3 separate regions of the Mus musculus genome follow, and all the other regions are linked to region 3. The links are chromatin contacts, called in public promoter capture Hi-C maps. All regions are on one chromosome and are shown on one strand. The core of a region is the stretch at or near the end of the contact, and the rest is flanking DNA. Distances in the headings are between cores, read along the strand shown.

Region 1 (3,824 bases), core at 628-3,127, 470 kb before region 3:
TACAGGTGGTCAGGGGTGAGCAGTTCTCAATGTCAGCTGCCCAGGCAAGGCACTTTCTTGGCATTGTTATAGGATTTCCATCCATATCTCTGGTTAATAACACAGTCCAATAAACTAAGTGAGTTATGAATAAAGATAATTTACCTCTGCTCCTTAGTCTGGTACAGCTGAGAGACCAAATTCTTGGGATTCTTGCTAGCAGAGTCTGAGGTGGCTCAGGGCTTAAGACGGTGAGAGACTGGGAACACGTATGCCTGTGTGCACACACGAGTGTGTGTGTTCAGACTCTCTACTTCTATGTGGTTATATGTGTGCAGGTGCATCCTTGTGTGTGCTTGTGTGGAAGTGTGCCATACCTGCATGTGGAGGACAGAGTATGGCCTCCACTCTCATTTCTTGGATGACAGCCATGTTTTCTTTAAAAATAGCTTTTCATTAGATGCATGTTAGAGCACATGTGTAGGGGGTCAGAGGACAACATCATCTCCACTGTGTGGCTCCTGGGGACTAAATTCCAATCATCAAGGTTGATAGCAATCTTGCTGACCCCATCTTGTTTGTTTGAAATAAGGTCTCTTCTTGGCTTAAAACTTGCTGAGGGGTTGGGCTGGCTGGCTGTGTAACACTGGGTCGTCAGCCCATTTATTTGTTTGTCTGTTAGTATTTTTGGTTTTGTTTTTTTAAATGTTGAGTTTTTGAGGATTGAATTCAGGTCCTCTTGCTTGCAAGATAAAGCATTTTACAGACTGGGCTATTGCTCCTCTACTCTGATGACCTAATCCCAGTCCTGTCCCAGAAGCCCCTCCCCTAAATGACACAGACTAAGCTTTCACCTTTTGAAAGAAAGGTGGCCAGGATTAGACTTCAACATAAGCATCCAGTGAACACGTGATAGTCACAGCATAGCGCAGACTTTGAACATGGCATCTAGAATTATCTATCCTCGTTCTCACTGGTGCCAGTTTGTTTCGAGTTGACAGCCCAGAGCTTGGGCTTTGGGGGATCATGCCTAAAATAAGCGACAGCCAGGCTCCCTAGGGCGAACAAAGGGCTCTCCTGGGACAGGCACGTGAGCAGAGTTCCCCTGCAGGGGCTGTGGAATTCCATCTGACGCATTTGGGCTCTTTAATTTATTTTCTTTTTTCCTGTACACCAAAATATTCGTATCACTTTCCAGCTAACAGCAGCTCTAGCTGTACTATATGATATTCTTGGTATATTAACGTCTAACACCAACGAGTCTAATTGTTGTATGTAAATTTACACCGCCATTCATATTTTCTCAGTCGGCTCCCTCCGTTGGCCTCATAATAGAATCCAAAGTCTCCTTGTTGGCTAAAGGGTTAAATGATGTAGCTTTGGGATCCCCTCCGCTGCTCTGGAGACTTAGCTTGCATAGGTCTTCTTTATTCCTTTATTAGGAAAGACTTCATGGGGAAGAGGCTAGCCTTTGACTGGGTCTTCTGTGTGCATTCATAATAAAAGCTGGTACATTCATGGCTGCTCTGTGAGGTAGAAGAACCAGTGAATGAAAGTTTGGGTACAGCTCACCTCCCAGAGAGTGGTCCTGCTTCACCCGGAACTGACCCGATAGTCTCCAACACCCTTATAAAACTAATTTTCCCCATCTCTCTATACCGGCTTGTTTCTTCCTCCCAGAATTTTTGTAATCAATCTGGGTGGTGTTATTTTTTTTTTTTTCTTTCTCTTTTTTTTTCCCACACTGCTGTTGGATAAAAGATCCCGCCCTTGATTGAAATGGAATCTTCCACTATTGAGCGAGCCTTTGTTGAATGAGTCATCGGCTCAGCCTCTCATTGGCTGAAGCCGCCTGAGCCCAGGGGATTGCCTGGCACCGGCTGCAAGGACCCGCTCCATTCACAGAAACGCTGGCTCGCTCGCCGGCCCTTTCATTCACACAAACAGCATCTCATTCACATTCGGTCTGTTTTTTTTTTTTTTCCTTTTTCTTTTTTTCTTTTTGTCTGCTTCTAATGAAGAAGACCACGGTTTGGGAATGGTGGGGCTGACTTGCTTCAGATTGGAGGGGGACTCCAATCACCATCGAAATCGTCCGTGGGGTGCGCATCTGCTGTTGCTATGCGAGCTAGAGGAAGGGAGAAAAGAGAGTGCGGGGTGGCTGTTCAGCTAGGGCTGCCGCGCGGTTGGAGAGCGGTGGGGACGTGTTTGCTGCGCCAGGGCGGGCCTGGCGGCTCTGCGCTTTTTCGTCCTCTGGAACCGGCCTCACTTGCACGGCCGCCACGGGTGGCTCTCCCTAAACTCCCTTCCTGGGGCTCCCAGAAAGCCTGGGAACCGCACTGCCTCCCGAGATCAGCCCTGGGCGTGAGAAGACTCAGGGTGACCTGCTAGTGTGCTAGAAGGCAAATGCATTCGCTTGCACAGAAGTTACCAGGAAACTTTGACAGCGATTGACTTCTCGGTGGTGCAGGTTATCTGTCTTAACACATGAGGCCACCTGGTAGAGGCCACCGAGGAAGGGCTCAGTGGGTCTCAGAATCTTGGTCAGACCCTCGGGGAGGCTGTCGATGTCCTATTCTCCCAAGCGTCAGGAAGAAGGCCTGTGCGTGTCACTGCAAGCCTGGGCCCGACTCGCAAGGAAGAGGCCATTCTTGCTGTGGATTTGATGGACAGTTAGAGCAGCCGCATTTTTTTTCCTGCCTGACTGCAGGGCTGCAAGCAGCAACTGAAGGGACATTGAAACGGATTGGTAATGCTACTAAGGCATGCTTCCAGGGCTGAAACACATTCACTTGGAATAAAACTCAAAACGCGGCCCTCTTTCTCTCTCTCTCTCTTTTTTTGGCATGGATTTCTGGAGCCTGTTGCCGCTCAGCAGAGATGCAGGTTTTTTTTTGAAGTAGATTTTTCAACTGAACCCTAGCTGAGTACGGCTGCTGACTGCTGTAAATTATTAGGGAAGACCCCCTCTGAGCTGTACTGAGAAGAAATTTCTGTGCTGATTTTTTTTTTTTTTCGTGAATTGGTACAGGAATTGCACCGCCACAGATACATGGCTGCTCTGCTGATCTGAACAAGAAAAGCAAACCACAGGAAACTGACAGGTTTTTTTCTTTCTTTCTTAAATATTCATCTGCTGGTGAAGGGTCCCCCCTCTTTTTTTTTTTCCTACTTAAAATTCTTGCTACTTTCCAAAATCAGGATTCATCAGGATTCGCCTTGAAGACTTCTTTAAAAGCCTTCGTCACATTTGAACGCATCCCTGTCAGACACTTCTGGGCTTCATCCACATGAGCTGAGCAAGGGAAGAGCAAGCCATTGCACGGAATAATGGGTTGCGGAAAGTTCAAGAGATCATTTGACGGGACTGGATTTACCTTTGGCACAGATGCGGGATGGGGAGGGGGTAGGTGAAAAGGCAAAGACTGGAAGGAAATATCTGCGAAGGTAGAAAAAGGAAATTTGAGAACTGATTGGCTGTAGTTGCTGTCAGCGGGTGGATGTCGTTTTCTTCTCTCTCTTTTTGCTACAGGAAGTGATTTGCGGAGCTCACCGAGCCTTTGTTGAGAAGGGTCTCCTCAGAGTGAGTCACGCTTTTGCTGGGAGCAGCCCCGTGCAGCTGGCCGCTCGCTCCATCAGCCGCAACTATGACTTTTGCAAGGCAAGCGTTCCACCCCAACCCTCGGTCTCCAGGGCCCGCGCTGCGTGGCTGCTGCTCTGCTGCCTTGTAACGGTGAAAAGGGCTCGGTCGTCGGCCTCGGCTGTCCCTCTCCGGAAAGGCTGTCCTGGGACTCGGGCTCCTCGTCCCGCTCGGGGGACCGCGGCTCGTGTGCTATGCGCGGCAG
Region 2 (4,060 bases), core at 1,353-3,852, 330 kb before region 3:
CATGCACCCTTGTGCCCAGCTTTCTTTATCTGCTCTTACACAATCCAGAATTCCCTGCCTAGGGAATAGGGCTGCCCACAGTGGGTGGGTCTGCCTACATCAATTATCATAATCAAGATAATCACCCATGGACATGCTCACAGGCTAACCTGATCTAGATAAATTCTCATTCAAACTCTCATCCCAGGTGACTGTTTAGTGTATCGGATTAGTAATTAAAACCAGCCCTCATACCCTACTAACAATAGTTTATTATATTTTCCCAAGCCCGTAACAAGGTGTACAGGAACCGAGGGAGTGGAATTGTGATCCCTGCCTGGATAGTTGTCACTCTGGAGTGAGATTTTCAGAGCCATCAAGAATGCTCGTTAACTCCTACCCACTGGTGACTATTCTTTGGGGGCCTGGGGGGGGGGGGAAACGGAGGAGCTTTTAGGTGGATCTGATTATCCCATTTAATTGATCCTACAGAGGATAGCTTTAGCTGCAAAGGAGATGGAAATGAAAGACTTAATTAAAAATGCAAAGTTGCTTTCTTGCTGCGAGGACACTGAAATAGACGCTGAACACGTTCTCTTCAATATTTATTCTTCTGATTTTCATGGTAATTGGCTGGTCCCTGACTATAAAGGGGGAAGCTTGGCAAGTTAGATTAGAGAGAAAGGGAGAGAGAAAAAAAACGGCCTGAGTCTAAATTTATTCCGGCGGTGTCTAGCAGCCTCTGGGCTCTCTTGCTGTGCACTGAGGTCACTGGGAAGCCAAAGGGAAGCCACCCAACCCAGCTCCAGGAGCCTCTGTGGTGGGTGGGGTGCTGAAGAAAGGGACTCTAAATAAATAGTGTTGGGGAGAGCTGGTGGAGGTTGTGGGAGAACCCTTGAAGATGGATCTTTGTGCCAAATCATTGTGTCAGCAGTGTATGTCTAAAACTATCCCCCACCCCTCAGTCATTCAGAGCTGAGTCCTCCTCTTGGCCCAGCGAGGCCGGCGCGGTGTGATGTGTTGGGAGAAACCACCAACACTCGAGTGTCCAGGTCCTCCATGGGCTTGACTCATGGAGCCCTCAGCTGTTGGCTCTCAGAGCTTTTACTTACTAGCCGTAAACAATGGCTCCACTTCCACAGTCATGAAGTCTTTCCCTGTTTCCTCTTGTTCTCCGACCCATGAGCTATACCTCCTGTGCATGCGTGCTCTCCCCTTGCCAGGACCCCAGTTGGGCCAACCCTATAATATGGCACCTCTCTTACCTTTATTTTGTACTGGTTTTCCAGGAAGGAAGGAGAGTAGGAGGAATTAAGGGAAGGGAGAAGTATTTAAAATAATTTTGTAATATATTCTTGCTTGACCTCTTGTCATTTTTTGCTTATAAATACTATTAGTGTACAGCTCCACCATTAAGAACACTAAAAATAAACTTACTGGAAAGTTACAGGAATAACAACTTATCTTTCCCTCAAGTTTCTGCTGCTTTGGAACGTTTCTTGACAACCTTATCAACTTTCTCTTTCTCTCTCTCTCTCTCTCTCTCTCCCTCTCTCTCTCTCTCTCACATAAGCATATGTTCATATACTTTGTAAAATTGTGTATTTAATTTCTAAAAGACTTTGTCACCCATTGAATAATTTTTTTCATACATTTATCTTAGCGGATGTAGTAAGTCCTTTGTTTTTGTTTTATGTGAACTGAATTTCTTTCTGTTTTCTGACTTGTCTTCTGAGTTGGAATTGGTCTGTTCCCTTTGTGCTGTGGTGTTTTAGGATATGGTCGTGGTGGTTGCTAGAAATAGGATGCTGTGTTAGGTGCCATGAGGTTGGTCTCTCTCTTGTATCTATCTGAACATCAAGGAAAGACAGGGAGAGAGAAAGGAGAGGGAGGCAGAGAGAAGGAGAAGAGAGGGGAAAGGTGGAGAGTAGGGAAAGAGGGAAGAAGGGAGAGAGGGGGAGGAAGGAAGAGGGCAAAGGGCAGAGAAAGGGGGAGAGACGGGGAGAAGGAGAGTAAGGAAGAGAGGGAGAGAGAAGGAGAGAAGGGTTAGGGGGAGAGAGGGAGGAGGAGGGGAAGGAGAGAGAGGAGAGAGAGAGGGAGAGAGGAGAGAGAGCAAGAGCGAGAGCGAGAGAGAGAGTGAGCGAGAGAGAGAGAGAGAGAGAGAGAGAGAGAGAGAGAGAGAGAGATAACCTCCTGGAGCAGAGCATCTGACTCTGGGAAGGGGAAGAGACCAATATTTCATTGACTCCCAGAAGTGCCTTACCTGGGGTCACTGCTGTTGTCTGCAGACAGCTTGTTTCATTTCGCCTGATTCTTACTTGCGGTCTTCTCCTCTGAAGGTGTAAACAAACAAGAGGAATGTGTGAGGCATGGGAGTTGTGTGTTCTGTGTCTACAGCCCAACCATTCCTAGGAACTAGCAATGGACAGGATGTAGATCTAGAAGGAAGGGGAGACTGGACTGAAGGAGGTCAGCAGAGGTCTCCATGCAGATCAGAGAAGGTCCTGAGGTTCTGGGTGGAGATCCCTCTGAGACAGTTCCCATCACATTGAGGAAGTCTGTGCACTTCCGCTGCTATGAAGCCCAGGCTTGGAGTGGCTTAGACTAGGAGTGACCTGTGCACTCAAGTCTATCAATCACTGGGACATGCTACCAAGCCACAAAGTAAGGCACATGCCTGCCCGGATCCCTCTGTCTCCTATCATGTGTCCTAGCAGGATTAGCTCCCCTGCCAGTAGTGTTAGGCATCTTCCTCCCAGTTTCTGGGCTGCCCAGGCACTGTTAGGTGCTTGGCCAACATTGAAGCTAGGCAAGTTCCTGCCTGGGTACCCCTCTGGAGGCCCAGTTCTGACTAGACTGTGTGCCATCCTTGCTGTGGGCAGCTGGGACCAGTCTCTGCCTGGCACAATGGTTTTCTAGGCGATGGCTATCACCAGGACTATGTTTAGATCACTCTCCAGGAAGGCAGAGATGAAGGTGCCACCCACTGTGATTGTGTCAAGTCACTGTCAGCTCTGGATTGGTATGACTTCCTTGTCAGGGAAGGTCCTGGGTGGGAAGGACCTATTTTGGGGGAATCTGTGTCGCTCCTGGAGTGCTGTGGGCTTGCCCCTCTCAGCTTCTTCCTGGGCTAGCATACGTGTAGAGTTCTGAGTGATGGAGCTGCTGTCCAGGAACAAAACCTTCCCAAGCACTACAAACCATGCTGAAGGAACCTTCCCCCTGGAAACTTTCAATTCCCCTAATATTGCATGCTTGTGACCACAAGGGGGCAATACATGCACAATTTTATGGATGCTGGAGAGGTGCCTCACCTGGGAGCCATTTTAGACAGGCAGGCATCCTGCCTTGATGTTGTTCCCCAGGAGACTCACCTGCAGGGAGATGCCATCTTCCTCTTCTCTAGCTTGACTCTGACCTTGTGGGATCTCACGGAGATATAGGGATGGTTGTGTTCCCTGTGGGCCTTCCTCTGTTCATGAGTCTGATGCTGTGATCATTGAGACAGATTTGGAGACCCCGTGGGTAGCGGTGTCTGCTTCCCCCTGTTCGCAGAACTGAAGGTTCCCTGTGATTTCTTCTGTGGTGGGTCAGACAGCACCCAACCCCTGAAGGCTTGAAGAGACAGCACACCTTCTAAGTTCTTCTGAGCTCCCAAAGATGGGTGAGGTCTGCAGTAGGGTTTTGTGGGAGCCCACAAGAGCTGCCAAGTTATCTTCTTGGCACGAGAGACTGGCCGTTTCCCCAGCCACAGAGCTCCTGAGACAGTATTTTCAAGGTGGAACTGCCTGTGACAGGATCCTTTATGGGCGGTTGTGACTTAGAGAAAACCATCTGTACTGAGAAGGTACTAAGGGTCTTCTTGCTGTTGTCCTTCAGACTGAGCTCGGGAACAGCCATGTCCACAGCATTGTAAATGTTAGGGAGAACAGCAGGCGTGTAGAAAAGGGAAACAGAGGCAGGACTTATCTTTGTTAGAAGAGAAAGCTTCAGGAGGACAGACAGCCATGACCAGACCTTGATAAGGAAGAACAGAGTGCTGAGAGAGGGGGGCGGGGGGGGGAGGGGGAGGGGAGGGGAG
Region 3 (4,070 bases), core at 639-3,138:
CACCTCCTTTGAACACTAAAGTGGGCTTGACTAGAGAAATTCCATAGTGAAAATCTATTTTTAAAAAACCTTAAGCATGGCTCAGCGGTTAAGAGCACTCACTGGCTGTTCTTCCAAAGGACCCGTGTTTGATTCCCAGCACTCCCATTGTCTAACTCCAGTCCCGGGAGTTCAGAGCCCTCTTCTGGACTCCTTGAGCACCAGACACACATGTGGTACACAGACAAATATGCAGACAAAACATCCACACACATATATTTCAAAAATCCTAAGTATAAAAAGACAGCCCCTCACTCGATTGTACTCCAGGCGGAAAAAGGAGAGTGGCGCAAGGCCAGTCTAGAGTACAGGAGACCTCATACAAATTCACTTAGACTGAAAGCCTTTTGCTTGATCCATTTCTTAGGCATGTCAAAGTAGGATTTTAAAGCTAATTTCGTTTTACTTATTGAGAGAAACACTACACGTTTTTATAAACATAGCAGGCTACGTTAATACACAATTACCAAATCTGATAACGGACATCCTGTAAATCGTGTTCACCCATTAACTAATACTGAAGGGGTTAAAAAGGCTAAAGATGTGCCTCTTCTATCTTTCCAAAATTTCACCACCTCAGAAGTGCGCTCAGGATGTATAGGTAAAAAAACGTCTAAGATCCGGTTTCATTTTCACTCTCTAACAAAAGCTATGCAGAAGGCAATTACTCTCCATCAATCCTTTCAGGCTGCAGCTTCTTCCAGAAAATTCCAAGGAAAGTTAGTGAGGCATTCGCATTTCGATACGGATACCATCTTTCTCGCTAGTCACACTAAAATCCTTTACAACACTTGAACGAATCTTGTATTGCTTTTGGATGTACACGATAAATAAACAAGCCTTTAAACCAGAAGTAAGACTGCACGCGCGCGCGCACACACACACACACACACAGAGAGAAAAATCCTTACAAAACCCGAAACCCAATTCATAGACCATCGAAACCAAATCAATATAAAAACAATTGCGTAAACAAACTTTGAGATGCGCAGGCAACGTCGTGGATGACTGAAGCCATTTCTCAACCCGACACCCCCCGCCTCCCGGAAAGGCCCAGAACGCACCATCCGTGCAGGAAGCCGCCAGGGACCGCGACCCCCGGCGCTGCGCAGTATCCGCACCGCACATCTATCGGGCGCATTCGGGGAGGCAAACCCAAGGTCACGCAGGCCCGCGCCCCGAGCCCCCCAGGCAGGGCGTCACCGGGATGACCCGTCGCGGGGGTCCCGCCACGCCCCTCCCCCGCCCGGTTACGCAATGCCCCCGCCCCCGCCCCCCGCCCGGCACGGAACAAAGCGCGCGGGAAGCGGCCGCGGGGCTGGGGCAGGGACCCCGCGAGCGCCATGTTGGCGGGGGCGGCGGGGACCGGGCGGGGGCGACGAACAAAGGAACTCGCGCACGCCCCGGCCCCAGCCCGCCGCGCCCCGGCCCCACCGAGCCCGGCCGGCAGGGGGCGCTGAGGGGCGCCGCCCGCGGACAATGCGCCCGGGGCCCCGCGGGCTATGCTCACCTGGGTCCGCGCGCCGTGAGAGGCCCACTCGCTTCCCCCCTCACGGCCCTGCAGCCAGCCCCACGCGCGTCTCACCTGTCGGCCACCGAGGCTGCCCACGGGGCCGCCGTGGTTCGCTCGTGCTCCCCGCCGGCCCAGCCCGAGCCAGACGGCGCCTCCCCACCCCCGCTCCTCGCCGCGGCCGCCGCCCGCCCCCCGGCCGCCACGGCGCACGCGCACTGCGCCCGCCGAACTGCGACGGCCGCGCCGCCCCGGCGCCCGGCGCCGCCGGACGCACTGCGCAGGCGCGGGTGGGAGGCGGGCCCTGGCGGCGGGGGCGGGGCCTGGCGCTGCTCACCTGGAGGGTGGGGCGCGCACCCGGAGCGGCGAGGTACACGCTGGGGAGCCGCGGGCCTGGCGTAGAGCCGGCCTCTCTTACAAGCGGAGCAGGGTCGGGAAGACGAACGGAGAGTAGCGGGCGTTGGTATTTACTCTTGCACGGGAGGACGGCTTCCAGGAGCTATCCTGACTCTTTGTCCTGGGACCTTACGTCTGCTGTCTCGGGTAGCTGCCTGGCTAGCTGCGGAGATGCAGGAGGCTAGGTCACATGACCGTGCGCCGCGCAGGTGCACTTTCCTGCGGAGCAGCAGCTTTGGACTGCAGGACGCGAGCCCTTTAAAAATATGGATAGGCTCCCCCATGCTCCCTTGAAGACACACCGCCTTGCTGTACGCCGCACTGCGCAGTGGCTGAGGAACTAGGCTCAGCTTGCAAAGCTCAGGGCCTCCTGCGAACACCTGCTGAGGGTGGCTGCTGCAAACACCTAGCCTTGGCCTAGCTGCAGCCGCTGCTCTAGAAGTCACCCCGGGCTCCTCGCGAGGCTGCAAGCCAAGACTTCCCACGATCGCACGAGAATCCGTGCGACTCTGGTTCCAGTTAAGATCGCCTATTGAGGATCTGTTTGGCTGTGGGCAAGGAAAGAGAGAAAAAGAAAACGTCCGGGATGGTTTGGTTTGAGGGGAAGTGAAATACGGGACCTGAAGCTTCGTCTGGGTCTCCTTCCCTCCTTTAACCCAGTGTCTGGATCCAGGCGGTCACCGACCTGGTTCCTCGAGTGCTGTAGCACTGCCGCATTGTAATAAGCCTCCTGCCAGAGTGTTGCCAGGTCGAATTACAAGACGTTATTGGAAAGCCCTTTGCGCACTCCAAACCTGCAGCACGGCTCTTAGTTCGCTGTGCTCTTTGGGATTCCATTGGCACTTTTTTTTTTTTTTTCAAAATAAGATTGATATGTGCCTGCTCAAATTAAAATGCTTGTCTCAGATGACATTCTTGGCAGGAGCAACGTAGTCACAGACCGAAGAGAGGGCTAATTTCAGTAGAGATGCAGCCAGCCTGGAGATCACTGAGAGAAGATTAGCTTTTGTTGTGTTTAATGTTTGATCGTGGAGGCTGACAGGAACAAGGAAGGGTGTGATAGGGAAGGAGGCTGGAGTGACAGTATGGAACACTTCCGTTTCCTTGGTGACACGCCTGGTTTTTTTTGGTTTGTTTTTTTTTTTCTGTTCTCTAGAGGAACAGAACTTACAAAATGAATATATACATATGGAAAGAGTATGTATTAGAATACCTCACAGGCTTTGATCAAGTTAGTCCAGCAATGGCTGTCTACCCACAGAAGGTCCAGGAATTCAGTAGTTGTTCAGTACTGAAAGCTGAATGTCTCATCTGGTCTTCAGCATACGCTGGAATCTCAAGCAGGCTATAATGTGAGTGAAGGAATGGACTTGCTAGTGAGACAGCAAAGAGCAAAAACTTCCTTATTCCGTGTCCTTTAAATAAGCTGCCAACAAGTGTGCCCCAGATTAAAGGTATGTCTTCCTACCTCAGAAGATCCACATTAACCGTGTCTCTTCCCACCTCAAAAGGTCTGGATTAAAGGTATATTTTTTTTACCTCAAAGATCCATATCAAATGGTTTAATTAAGCAGAAATCCATCACTGGTGGGCCCATCCATTTTGGAGTTTTGATTCCTGATGTCAAGTTGACAAAAATGGCCTTCACATCTGCCTAGCACTTACTGACATTTTGGGACCTGGTAACTTGGGGAAAAGAGTATTGGGTTGTTTTGCTTGAACCAGGGCCTCACTATCTAGCTGGGTAAGCCCACGCAGGCCTGTAATTTAAGGTCTTCCTGTGTAAGCCTCCCCAATACCTGGCCTCGTGCATGGTAGGGCATTTGGTGTCATCCTTGGCTTCTACCTATCTGAGGCCACTTGCAGACCCAACTGACCAATCAACCCTTCAAGCCTTGCTTTCTCCCACTTCTTCACAACCTCAGGTTTAAATTTGCCTCGACTGATGGTCTCCAGCAACCTGTCAAAAATAACACGGGCTACATTCTAGATTTATGAATGCCTAAATTGGACTCAGGGACAGAGTTGGTTTTTGTTTTTAAGATGAGGTCTCATATAGCTCAGGCTGGTCAGAACTTTTATACAGCCAAAGACAATCCTGAACACCATTCTCGTCCACCTGCCG

The links. Promoter capture Hi-C pulls out the DNA fragments that hold promoters and counts their contacts.
Region 1: a contact with region 3 is called in a promoter capture Hi-C map of embryonic stem cells. The contact joins the promoter of Shc3 here to the promoter of 9430083A17Rik in region 3. A contact is called at or near these places in 13 of 39 promoter capture datasets (the 3T3-L1 cell line, 3T3-L1-derived adipocytes, cranial neural crest and 8 more), 3 of 484 Hi-C or Micro-C datasets (muscle stem cells and stem cell-derived neurons), 2 of 115 datasets of contacts at active chromatin or transcription factors (embryonic forebrain and embryonic midbrain) and 1 of 9 other capture datasets (pancreatic islet).
Region 2: a contact with region 3 is called in a promoter capture Hi-C map of maxillary cranial neural crest. The contact joins the enhancer-like site here to the promoter of 9430083A17Rik in region 3. A contact is called at or near these places in 22 of 39 promoter capture datasets (the 3T3-L1 cell line, 3T3-L1-derived adipocytes, the C10 cell line and 15 more), 42 of 484 Hi-C or Micro-C datasets (the 3T3-L1 cell line, the AML12 cell line, B cells and 28 more), 18 of 115 datasets of contacts at active chromatin or transcription factors (the 230-238 cell line, bone marrow-derived dendritic cells, bone marrow-derived macrophages and 12 more) and 4 of 9 other capture datasets (adipose tissue, liver, macrophages and 1 more).

What each region holds. Positions count from the first base shown.
Region 1 is chr13:51,567,504-51,571,327 of GRCm38.p6, reverse strand. Shc3 (src homology 2 domain-containing transforming protein C3) reads left to right here and starts at 1,877. Exons shown (of 12, transcript NM_009167.5): 1 at 1,877-3,824.
Region 2 is chr13:51,433,898-51,437,957 of GRCm38.p6, reverse strand. The region is part of intron 11 of Shc3 (src homology 2 domain-containing transforming protein C3); the gene reads left to right. Among named protein-coding and RNA genes, the nearest start is that of Gm32834, 17 kb to the right of the region's middle. Within about 2 kb of position 2,602, at least 7 of the 459 cell types and tissues checked have an H3K27ac peak or open chromatin away from gene starts, as enhancers often do.
Region 3 is chr13:51,098,545-51,102,614 of GRCm38.p6, reverse strand. It overlaps 9430083A17Rik (RIKEN cDNA 9430083A17 gene), which reads left to right and starts at 1,888. Exons shown (of 1, transcript NR_029463.1): 1 at 1,888-4,070. Spin1 (spindlin 1) reads right to left here and starts at 1,735. Exons shown (of 6, transcript NM_146043.4): 1 at 1,625-1,735.